Regions from separate parts of the Mus musculus genome. Here region 2 is linked to region 1. The links are chromatin contacts, called in public promoter capture Hi-C maps. All regions are on one chromosome and are shown on one strand. The core of a region is the stretch at or near the end of the contact, and the rest is flanking DNA. Distances in the headings are between cores, read along the strand shown.

Evidence for each region. Promoter capture Hi-C pulls out the DNA fragments that hold promoters and counts their contacts.
Region 2: a contact with region 1 is called in a promoter capture Hi-C map of embryonic stem cells, with 4 times the contacts expected there. The contact joins the enhancer-like site here to the promoter of Ntng1 in region 1. A contact is called at or near these places in 5 of 39 promoter capture datasets (cranial neural crest, embryonic stem cells, hippocampal neurons and 1 more) and 4 of 115 datasets of contacts at active chromatin or transcription factors (embryonic forebrain, embryonic limb bud, forebrain and 1 more).

Annotation. Positions count from the first base shown.
Region 1 is chr3:110,140,387-110,146,809 of GRCm38.p6, reverse strand. It overlaps Ntng1 (netrin G1), which reads left to right and starts at 3,338. Exons shown (of 8, transcript NM_030699.2): 1 at 3,338-3,910.
Region 2 is chr3:111,367,196-111,373,618 of GRCm38.p6, reverse strand. No RefSeq gene overlaps it. Among named protein-coding and RNA genes, the nearest start is that of Gm6602, 510 kb to the left of the region's middle. Within about 2 kb of position 2,393, at least 4 of the 459 cell types and tissues checked have an H3K27ac peak or open chromatin away from gene starts, as enhancers often do. A contact at or near this core is called in embryonic stem cells, where this site is marked.

The sequences.
Region 1 (6,423 bases), core at 2,089-4,588:
CAATTCAAAGACTGAGGTATCTACAACATACAAAGGGACTCTAACTAGATCCCAACTATTCTGCCACTCCAATCTCGTTTGTCCTCCAGACAAGTGAAAATTATTATTATTATTATTATTATTATTATTATTATCATTAATTATTCCACTAACTATGGAATTTCTTTTACAGCCTCCAGCATTCCCTGACACCCCTGATTTGTATATTTCTATAACCAAGTCCTAATTTAATAGGTGGAGACTAGTTCCCATTATTCAAGTGAGTTCAGTAAAACCCAAGAGTGGCCAAAATTAGTTGACACCAGCAATGAACATTTATCTTATGCCCATTTTTTTATCTGGTGCTATACAGTAGTTATAAAAAGACATGTGTCTTCTTGGACCAGGTACCTTGCAAATCTGCCATCACTAGCAGTTTGGCACACTGGAGTTACAAGTCTTCACACACCCTGCCAACTCTCTAAAGTGATTTTGGGAAGCTAAGAACCTAGAAAAATGAGCAACAGTTAGAGATCTAACAGGATTACAAATAAATGGATATCTAAATTGAAGAAGAATGAGGGCCTCGTGGAAACCAGCCAGAGAGCCAAAGCCAGACAGCAGAGAGATCAAACTGTTTGCCTCTAAAAGAAGAGAGGAAAAGGAGAGTTGAAAGGCTAAATAAAAACAGAAAAGCATTCTGTCCAAAGAAAGCTAAATATACAGATGTGTGTGTGTGTGTTCACTTCTAAAGGCAAAAGTAAAGTATGCCCTATATTATTTTCCATGAGGTCAACGAAATAACTCAAGTAAGTTTCTGATTGGCTCTTAGCACATACGAATATGAAAGGATATATTCAGGAAAGCAAGTTTAATTTGTGCATGCATTAGTTCATGGATACACAGTTTTGGTTTGTCACATCCACCCAAAGTTCTGCTTTGGAAAATCAAGAGAAAATATACCACCGCCGAGAACCATAATTCTCCCCCCTTCTACTCCCATTGCAGGACAGGAGGACGCAAGACTGGAGGAGAACCGAATTGGGGATTTACAAAGCCTCTGCGAAGTCTGATGTGCTTCCCAGAGTTCAGACCTAAGTGTTCAGTTAGTTGTTTTCTGAGTCTCTGCAAAGGTCAGGCACGTGGTTGAGTGAAAACCCAGCTTTGGAAGATCTGTTTCCATGGAAGACATGAAGTCTCTCCAGTAGATCTATGTGGGGCCCATTGTCTGCTTCAAGGAGTAGTGAGATGTCTACAAGTCACAAAAGACTTCTCAACAGAACCCAGAATCCTGGGAATGGGGACATGAATCAGAAAAAAAAAAAAAAAAAAAAAAGGGAGGGGTTAGCTGTAGGGCTAACGTTTCAGAGATCCCAGTATATCTGGGGAGGGCATTCTTCTTTTCTGTATAAATCTGTTTTCATTGTGCTGGAGAAATACTTGCATCAGCTGATGTTGAGACTCAGAACTCACAAAGGGCTCTCCTGGCCTGATTGCAAAGGGCAGTGAGGAGAAGAAAAGCTCATAGCTGTCAGTGGTCCAGGGTCCAGGCCAAGGCAAGTAAGAGGTGAGATGGCCACTGTGGATGCTATATCAGGTCCTTCTGGCAGAGCCTGTCAGTGCTCTGGGACCAGAGAGGGAGGGTGAGTGGGTGGGTGGGTTGGAGAATGGACAGTATTTCCACAGTATCAATATGCTTTGATCTTGGAGGAGACAAGCTAGAGGCAGAGCCAGCAATGGCTGCGGGTTTGCCAGCAGCTTCATCCCCTAAGGGTGAGATTCCATTCTTAAAATTTCAGGGTCAAAGAACAAAGAGAAAGGAACGGAGAGGGGAAAACTCAGGCTCCAGCCCTGGGAAGAACACTGGGAGCATTCCCTGTCTTCTCAGGTGTTGAAGGAAGGCCAAGGTGTTGGACAGGTCCTGGTGGTTGGAATCCCTCTTCCTTTCCAGGCCTCAATTTAGTAGCCTTCTGGCCGCACACCCTCTCTGCCAACATCACTCAATCCCAGCCATTGCTGGAAAATGTCCCTGCCTCTTTTAGTTGCTTGCCTTCACTTTGGGGTATTTAGCTAGTGACCCGATGCTCACAGGTACCCATTTCTGACCCTTTGTTTTACACTGAGTGAACACCTCTACTCCAGTGTCCCTAACACACACACACACACACACACACACACACACACACACACACACACACACACACACACGAGCCCCTTGTCATCTTACCCCCACCAGCCTGAGAAGCATCTTGTCAGTTCCTCCCTCAAATCCTTGAACCACAGAGACAGGTTGCTGTCAAATCCAATCACAATCAGGTGTTAGTCAAGACAGCTCCTTACATGGCTTCTTCTCTTTGCTGTATAGGAAGATCCCAGGTTGGGGAGTGCCATTAAGATGCCTATGTCTTTTCCTCATTACAATGTCCTTTTTCTAATTAACATCTCTCCCTTCCTATGTAAGTCGGATTGGTTTGCAGTTCACATTAGAAAGTAGCTAGGGGGAATCTTAGGAGAGTCTGAGACGTATTAATGGGAGAAGGAAGCCCTGGGGCCAGGTGGCTTTTGTCTGTCATGGGGAAAAACAAGGATGCAGTTGATGCAGAGCTCCTACTTGGACTTCAACTTTTTAAAGTGGGATAGGTTTCACACCACGGAGGTCCGAAGCTCTGGCTCTGCAAACTAATTCCAAGTTAAAAAATACCACCCACCTTGCTCCCAGTTAGGGTGAAGAGGGTGCGCTCCGTTGTGTGCGGGGAGGTAATGCAAGAGCAGAGGGGAGGGGGCAGAAGTAGAGGGTAAAGGGGGAGCCAGTAGCAACCGTGCTTCTGAGTATCAACAAAGATAAGGCTGTGTGTGGTCTTGTCCTAGTAGCTGGAGGTCCCTGCTCAGTGGCAGCGGTGGTGGCCAGAGCAGCAGCAGTAGAAGCAGCGAGCGGGACGGAGTTAGGACCGCTCGGAGCGCCCAGGTCTCGAGGTAGTGTAAGGTTTTTTTGCAATCCTTCCACTCGCTGGCAGTTGCAGAAGATCTGCTTTTTAAGTGAGAAGAACACGCCACCCCTCCGAGGGCTGCGGCTTCCTGGGGCTGTTTCGTCGCTCGTCGCTTTGCGGGCCCCTGGCGCTCACTCTCTAATTCGTCCGCGCCCCTAAGTTTGCCGAGAGCTGGCTGCGGGCTGGGAGCAGGGTCCCGGCCGGGCGCCGCGGGCGGGGGCTGGGTAGCGGCGAACCGCAATCCCGAAGCATCTTGGGGCCATGTATATTTCATCAAACGGACTTTGGGTGCGTCGCGTCTCGCAGCCATCAACGCTATGTTCAGTGACATTTCTGACTTGAGTGGAGGAATGCGCGAAGAAAACCGGGGCGAAATTGCTTCGAGAGGATCTTCTTGGCGCCAAGGCTAATTGTCCTGATTTATGTCGCTTCTGACAAAAAAGAAAAAAAAAAAGACCTAACGTCTTCATCTGAAATAAAATGAAAGCGGTGCCAAGCGGGATAGAGCCGCCTGGCTGCTGGTTCTGATCCCCTGGGATCCAGGGGGGGAAAATCGTTCTGCAGCTTAAAAGAAAAGAAAGGAATAGAAACAGAGAAGAGAGAGAGAGAGAGAGAGAAAAAAAACCCACAGTAAAAGTTTAAGGCGAGAAGTGGTGGCGGCGGCGGCGGCGGCGCGGGGAAGCTGCGAGCGGAGAAGGTTGCCGAGACCTCGGAAGGCGGCGATTTGGTTCCTAATCCCACTGTATTTTTGGAGGGAGAGGCACCTTTCTCATCCTCCCTTCCTCTCCGCCCACCCCTCTCCCTCCCCCTCATCTACCTGTCAAAGTCACTGATCTTTTGCATTTTGGAAGAGGACGTCAACGGGAAGGAATTCCCCCTGTCAGGGTCCCGGCTCCGAGAGGGGGCGACGCGCGACAAGGCTGCCCCAGGGGCAAGAGACCAAGGTAACCCGGGCGGGGGACTCCGGGCGCCGGGTGCTATGGGGTCTGGGGTTGTGGACTCCTCCTTCCCGCCGCCAACAGGGTGCTTGCAGGGCGGGATACCCCGGGGCTACGGTGGCAGCGGCTCAGGTCCACACCCGCCGCGTTCCCATTCCACCCGCGCCCCGTGCGCCGCCAGTGGGTCCCCGGAGCCGCGGTCTCCGCCCCACGCGGGACCAAGCTGGGCAGGGGCGCCGCCCCGCGCCGACGGCTGGCCTCCCGCCCCGTGGAGGGCCAGCGGGGGGCCCGGGTAAGTGCAGCTGGCTCCCCTCTCCTCTAGCGACCCGCGCCTTTCTGGGTGGCTCTTCTCCATCAGTTCCCTCCCTCCTTCTATCCCTCCCTCTGCCAACCCCCGGTGCCCACCGAGGGCGGGAGGGGAGATCCGGGTGGGCGAGGAACTTTGGAAAGCGCCTTAAGGAGGTAGAGCGGAGCCTGTGCGCACTCCAGAACTCGCACCGCTCACACCCACACTACATCCCAGGCTTGCGCCCAGCACCGGGTCGCAGGCTGTTGCATCCTGAGCCTCCATCCACCCACCCGCAACGCGCAGCGCTCTGTCTCCCACACACACCTGACCACACGCATCGCACAAGCTTTGTCTTTTTCTTTTTTTCTTTCTTTTTTTTTTTAATTTAAATTTTCTTTTACCAGTTTTCTCATCTGGGGAAAAAATAAATAAAAACTTGCCTTGTTGCTCGCCCTGTGGAGAGCTTTGAAGTCCCTCTTTTAATCTCCTTTATTGGTGCGAGATTAAAGCGTTACTACCACACATCGGGAAGCTGGGGAGAGAAGAACGTGGAAGGAGGGAAAGACTCAGCATTGGGAAGCTAGTGGGAGCTTTTCCTCCCATACTGATTTCGCATTATCAGTTGATGGATTCGACTAGGGACATGGAGTTTCTCTCTGCTATGGATCTGTGGATATCTATATATAATACAAATAATACCGAATATTATTGGGCTCAAAATAACCAATTAAGTGATTCATAGGAGAGAAACTTAGATTAAAAAAAGAAACTGCGCCCTCTGCTGTTTGTTTTGGTAACCTCATCCAGGGACTTCCTCCACCCCCCTCCCACCTTCTGAAATCCCCTAAGAGTAGCTGTCATTTTACAAGGGCATGGGAGGAAAATCCTTAGTGGGGTGGTGTGTAAGGTGTATTTTAAAGCAACTTTATTTGAAAAAGTGTCAGGTAGAGTTGCTATGCTTGTGCCAGGTGTGGATTTTTAGATACTAGGTCCTCTGGCTGTCTCTTTTGTGCCATTTCCTTGCCTAAGGAGTACCCAAGCAGCCTACCACTCTTCACAGTGGAAAATTCTGAGCGAGACTCAGAATTCCACCAAACATATGGTGAATCTGGCAACCGCTTTGCTCTGGAATTCAGGCCTTGTTTTATGACTGAAAATACTAAAAGTTTTCCTATCTTGACAGGAAAAAAAAATAAAGGAAAGGAAGATGTTTCCCTCAAAATCATTTGTTCAAATATGCATAGTAATTAGGCTTGCTAGAAAGTTTGTGTCGATGTTCGACTAGGGCAAGGATTTTCTGAATTGTGTGGTTCATGAAGAGTAAAGTACCTCTAACCAGCAAGAAGGTCTGCAAGCGTTTGGTACTTTGTCTCTTTGAATGCCCTACCCACCAGCTTTTCTCTTTGGCAGAGGGAAATCGGCTCAGGAATTGTCTAAGACTGTTTTGAAACACAAGAAACTTTTAGGCTTTCACTAAAACCTGGATCCTTGCAAGGGATTCAGGGTACAAAGAAGAAATCCATCAGGCAACTCTCATACCATTCTGTCCCACTTACAAGGGGGATGTTTTTTCTTCTAGATACCCCCCATGACATGAGATGTCTTTCATCACGAAATACCAACATGAGCATTAAGTCTTTCATGTAATTTGCCTTTTAATTTGTAGGTATTTCCTGTAGTTTGTATTTAAGGAGAATCATCATACTTATTTTAAAAGGAACTATTTTATTTGGACATAAAACTGTGTTCCCATTAGAGTTTTGTTTTGTCTGCTTTCACTGGGCATGGGTTCAAATGATTTAGGCTGGTGTTCTGCTTTGTTTTGCTTTATGTGTGTGCCTTGCTTTTTTTGTTTTTTTGTTTTTTTGTTTTTTTTTTTTTTTTTTTTTTTTAGCTTTAGGAGACAGCTGATGCATGTTGAAGTTTCTTTCATATATTTACTATTGGGAGAGAAACCTCTCTCTTAGTTCCCCTTATGATTCTGCAGACCATCAGACAGTGTGTTTAAACAATTAAACCGGTGTGCATTTAGCTAGTAGGTCAGGGTTTGAAGAGAGTTTCTGAGTAACAAAAACCTCAAGTCACTGGGAAGGAAATGAAATCTCATATGACCTGGGAAAGCAAGGATATGTTAGTAGTGAAAAGTGCACACGTGTGTGTGTGTGTGTGTGTGTGTGTGTGTGTGTGTGTGTGTCTGTGTGAATTATGTGGTGTTATAGGAAGTAAGTGG
Region 2 (6,423 bases), core at 1,144-3,643, 1.2 Mb before region 1:
AAGGAACTTGAAAATGTCTTAAAACACTGAAGATAAAACACTACATGTAAAATTGGGTTACATTTTAACAACACGAATAAAGTCAAAACAGTGGTCAGAAAGACTGTTTCAAGTTAAGACTTCTCTTCAGGTAAACTAAATTTTTGACTTAGTTTTTAAATAATTTATCTCTGAACAAAAAGAAGCATACACTTTGGCTTAAAAAATCTCTAAACTCTGTAGACAGAAAGTTATTACTCTGTACTATACAAGTGAATTTCTCTAATATGAATTTCATCTAATATAATACCAGTTAGTATTGTTTGTATTTTCTGATTAAAAGTAAGTAGGCATGATTCTTATGAATTTTATCTGATGTGTATTTTATACAACCTCAATATAAAAGATATTGACAAAATGCTAGCTGATATTCACTCCAGAGAACATTTTATATATTAATATTGCCAGGAAATTACTTCTTCAGAATCATGTCAAGGCTAAATTAATGAGACTAAAATGCTAGACTCATTGTAAGCAAATGTCTACATGACTGTTCAAGTTTGTACAGGTTTAGGACACTATATGCTAAGCTTTTCTTGTCTGAAACAAGATCTGCTAGAATGTTCACTGTAAAGCTTAAGTTTATTTTTGATACATAAAATTATTCTTTTGAAAAGTTTATTTTGAAGTGCTCTCTGAATTGGAAAACAAGAACAATGCTACACTGGGAGCCCAGAAACTACATCAAGAAATTTTGGCTAATGCTCATGTTTGGAAATTATTGGAATGGAAGTACTGAATTCAATATTGTTTAGAACAGTCATTCTCAGTAAGCAAGACACAGAGACTCCACAAGAGGATGGATGATCCAATTTGCAGAAAGGTAGACATGTATAAACCAATAAACACTCATGCAAGTAGGCAGTTAGGTGTTGGGAGATCTACAGTAGGAAACTTTTGTGCACCAAAAGTTTAATTAAACATTTCTGGAGGTAAGTGGTATTTTTCTTGAGAACTCCGTATATGAGTTTTCTTGAGAAATAAGTTCAGTTTATATCAGAAAGGGGCAGTATCAAACGTCAAGGTCATGTACTAGCAGGAACAGTGAAGGAAGCTAAATGATCAACAGCACAAGCTGAGTCAGAGAATAACCAATGATATTCACAGTTTTGACTTAAAAGCAAGGAATTCTTAAACAACTGCGCAGAAACATGCAAATTTAACATAAAACTGATGGTATGTTTGCATGTGTGTATATTTGTTTTTAAGTATATATGAATGTACATATGTACATATGTATGTAAATAAATAATGGACAAAAATGTCCTTCTTCTAAAGCTAATATTACTCAACCTTGGTTTGGCAACTATTATGAGAATTTTAACATGGAAAACGTTTGGTTTGTTAATTAAATAGATATAAAAGCAAATCAAAGCTGCTTTCTCTCTCATTTATTCTAAAAACAAGTCAAAATATTCCCCTAAACATTATTTTCTTTATAGATCTCATTTTAGTCCCTCCTCAGTCCATCTTTGTATTTGCAGTAAGACACAGAAAACTCAGGATATTTTTAATTTTGAATAAGTTGAATTTGTACTGCATTTTAAACTATCAGGGTTCAATTCTAAATATTCCTAGATGCCCTTGTAAAGTGGGCCTTAGACTGTGAGTAAAGTTGTATGTGCACCTGTTCTGGTAAATATTGAATATCAATTAGGGAGTTCCTCACTGCCCTAGATCATTCAGTTCCCAGATAAAAGCCACAGAACTTGTATATTTATAATACACATTATAGCTGGGCAGATATTAACCATCTAAGCTATTTTGCCTATTTGCCTGCCAATAACCCTGAGGAGAGAATTGCTATGTTTTGCCTGGACCACTCTTACTCCAATTGGCCAATACTTATGGCCACATGTTCATGATTCACCTACTCCATGGCAACTTCTTTCTCCACATTCTCTTTCTTCTCTTTGTGGTCTCTGCCTCAGTCTACAAGCCTGGCCAAAGCTCAGCCTACCTCTTTTCTTCAAAGCTATAGACTGTTGGAATCTTTTTTTCAATAAGTAGTTTTAAATTAAGGAGCAAGGTTATGTGGTAACATTTGGTGTCCTTGAGAATTTCCTTGTTCCCAAAGAAGCCTTATTTTGGGATGGGGCAGTATTTAGCATTACAATACATAGCGGGAGACCAAACCTAGGCATCCACCCACCCACACCCACTTGCCTAAGGGATTACAGGAAGAACTGTCTGCCTCTGCCTCTTTTTTTTTCTTTCTTTAAATTTTTATTGGTTATTTTGTTTATTTACATTTCAAAAGTTATTCCCATTCCTGGTTCCTGGCTTTCTCTTTGGAAACCCTCCCCATCCTACCCCCTAATATGGACTTTCTAATAATCCTTCAAAGAACGAAGATAGATGTACAGTGCTGAGAGTGATAACCAAACCACATTTTAGACCAACGTCTCAAGGAGGTGTTGGCTAACAGACTACTCAGAAATAGAAACTGAGCTAAAGGTCTTGCCTGTTAGTCTTTCTTCAGTCCATAATATATAAAAGTAACATTTTTGTATTGCTTCTGTCCAAGAAAGGTAGAATGTTGCCGTTAACCTTACTCTGCATGCCACAGAATACTTTTAAAAACAGAAAAAATATCAGAAGCCAAAAATGATCAAGTGTTCCCTCTTGCTGCTTCTACTCCACAGAGCAGTGTACTTGGAAGAAAGTTGGTACAAAGTAGTTCTTACATTTAAGGATTATGTCTTTTTCTGTATCTTATATTGAAATGAGACAACACTCTCTGATAAGGTGAAATATAAGAGTCTCATGTTAACAATCTTCCCCAGCAAATGACTTAAAATAATCACAAAGCTAATATTATTTAAAACAGTTTTTCTTTCTAAGAGAACTATACGTAATTTCTGAGACATGGCTATGTTTTATTTCTACAAAGAGGACTTGCAATGCATGTAATCTCTCTTTTGTCATTAGTTACTGGATCAAAGAACAAAAACATTCAAAACAGAGAGAAAGTGTGGTGACATGTAACAATCACTGTGATGCAGATGTGGATGTCATCTGGATAAGACTGAGGCCTGAGGACTGTGTATATGCAATGGTAAAATGTATTGTGCTGATAATGTTAAGTCAATATAGTAAGATAGACATATATTTTCAATCTGCTCTTTTCTCACATATCCAATGTTGTTGAAATCCATATGAAATAATGACCTAATTTATATTCCTTTTCTTTATTCTTTACATCCATTGGATACTCAAGGAATATTTTCAAATAATTCCAAATATAGCTCAATTGTATAATTATTTCACATATAACATTATGCATGTGCCCAGGTAGTTTTATCCACTGAAAATTTCCTATTATATGTTTGAAGAATACAGTGTGCTATGCATATCAAGGGACATATGTAGTTTATATTTCTGTAAAAGAAATCAACAGTGTACAATCTCTTTTATCTTATAATTAGCTACTGTATCAAAAAACAAAAACATTCAAAGGAGATCTAGCAATCACTGTTATATATGTGCGGAAGCCATATCAAGAAGGCTGAATCTCGAAAGCTGGGTATATGGCAACGGTAAAAAAGCATCACAGTTGTAGTTATGATGATCACAAAGGTTTTATATATATATAGATACATACATACATATATGGCATGATGGGAATCATTATGATTATTTTCAAGAAACTATATGCAGTACTATACACTAAGTCACTTGGCAGTTTATTGGCATATATGATACATCTGGTTATAATACATAAAATTGAACAGAGATTCATTTTCTAGTGAATTATGTCTGTATTTTGAGTTGGGTCTTCTAACACTAAGGAGGCACACATTAAGATAGCACCAAAGGAATCAGTGTCTTGATTAATAACAGTCAAATTTAATGTGTCATTTATTATGAGGTCTTTTGAATGTTGACCAACTCATTTTCTTACAGAAATATTATTGTATGCACATTTTCCTAGGACATAAAGTTGAATTTAGTTAATAAACTCACATGTAGAGAAATATAAGGCACAGAAAGTAAATGTCCCTTAGGAAAGATTCCAATAGATTTTTATACTTTAAATTGTTGTTTTTCTTTGTTTCTTTTATTTTTATTTTTTAATTTAAAATTTTTATTTGTTTTTTGGTTTTGTTTTGGTTTGGTTTTGTTTGTTTGTTTGTTTGTTTTCTTTGGTTTTTCGAGACAGGGTTTCTCTGTATAGCCCTGACTGTCCTGGAACTCACTCTGTAGACCAGGCTGGCCTCAAACTCAGAAATCTGCCTGCCTCTGCCTCCCAAGTGCTGGGATTAAAGGCGTGTGCCACCACTACCCGGCTTTGTTTTTTGTTTTTTGGTTTTTGTTTTTTGGTTTTTGGTTTTTGGTTTTTGGTTTTTGGTTTTTGGTTTTTGGCTTTTGGCTTTTGGCTTTTGGCTTTTGGTTTTTGGTTGTTTTGGTGTTTTTGGGTTTTAGGTTTTGGGTTTTGGGTTTTGGGTTTTGGGTTTTCTTTGTTTGTTTGTTTTTGGCCCTACACAGGCCTATCACAGTACAGAGAATAAAGTAGAATCTTTGTTAACTTGAATTACATAAAACTAAACAATTATTAGTTGCTTTTTACTAAGCCATATCTTTGGATGTAAATGTTAAAGTATAGCTATACAAAACAGAACTCTATTGAAGATTTAAAAAAAAAAAAAACACATATAACTTAAACTCCTTCTTAAAGTGGCAGCATTGGCCAGAAAATATTTAGTTTTAGGCCTCATTTGTATGTGATCATTTCTATCAACTAAGTGCCATAATTTATCACAAGCTTATTTTAGTAAAATATATTTATTCTCCCTGTGATTCATCTTTCCACTCCAGCTCATAACAATCAACATTTCAGTATCCAGTTCTTACAGAAGTTCTAGGATATCCTGTGACCTAGTATGTGGTGATAATGTGATTGATGGTGATATACAGACCCATGCCAATACAGCATGTGTCCCCCCATGACTTTAAATAGGTTGATGTGAAGCATGCCATTCTACTCAGAACTTGTAGCATCACAGTTTCATTTTCTTTTATAGATATCAAAATTACATCTCATTGCAAGTTAGGGGGCTCCGTGGATACCAGTCTTTTTTTTTTTTTTTCTTTAATCTACTCTGTGTGTGTGTGTTTTGTACACACACTTGGTACCTATACTGGTAAATATGAAGCTAAGAGTAGATATGATAGATGGTTAATGATAAGCTCTCACAGAAATAGGACTTTCCCAACGATGTAAAATAACTTACTCAGCTCATGTCATTGTAGGTTTTGAAATACGACTCTTCCAAATGAACCCTGAATTTTGTACATTGTGACTTTACAAAAGCCATGGACATATCTGTCTCAATTTTATATATCTTGAAAAATCAGGCCAACTGATACTTATTTTGAAATAGCACAGAGTTTAAGTCCTCTCTGTAGAGGATTTCAGAAATGTTCCCTTTTTATTGGGTCCAGGAAATAAAGGCCATAACTTAGCAACAAAATCTGCAGTTGAGGTTAATCGTGACTTGTGAGAAGCTGTCCCATAAGTAAATGCGCACTTCATACTATTTTGTATTATCTATTCTGGATGGAGAAGCTGTGAGCTTTAAGTCAGGTCAAAATGAAAAAAGAAGAAAGGAAGGCTTCTTAAAAGAAAAAGAAAAAAAGAAAAAAAAAATAGGGCACATTTGGTTTCTAAAGCCGCTTTGCTGATTTATTTGATTGTAGGCCTAAATCTAAAATGTCAAATTTCAAATAAAATAGCTTTTCTTTGTGTCAGATTTTGGACTACAAATGAGGACAAAAAAAGTATTAAATGTTTGAGTTTTTGTTTTCAAGCTGCAACTGTAACTCCAGGGTTTGCTGAGCACTCTCTGAACCAAAAGCCCCCTGTGCTACAGTAGTTCCACATGTTAGGCATAGAAACATTCAATTCACAAAGAAATAATTAATTCAGTGATCATTATTTTCATTAAAACATTATACTATTATAAGTCCTGAGAGTAGGGCTAAAACACATCTCAGGGGAGATAAATTAAGAGCACCCTGCCTAACTAGGACACTAACTATACATTGGTTAGTCAATTTGTTAATATAAATGTTTTGAAATATCTTCACTATTCTTATAAAAGACTTCACAGTTTTACTCATTAAATATTTAATAAAAAATAAATTATCAGGTAAAAAAGTAGATTCACCTAATATTCTTTTTCTTCAGAAATATTCGGATATTATTTGTTAAGAGATAAAGCTGTAACATAAAGAAGAAAATATAAAAAAACTGGTTAAAGTTTAAAATCTTAATGTTTCTTCCGATATTATGAATAAACACATTAAATGTTAATTAACAAAGTCAACTTCACTTGGAAATAGATGAATAGCAACTATTATGAAAAAAGTTACTGTTATTTT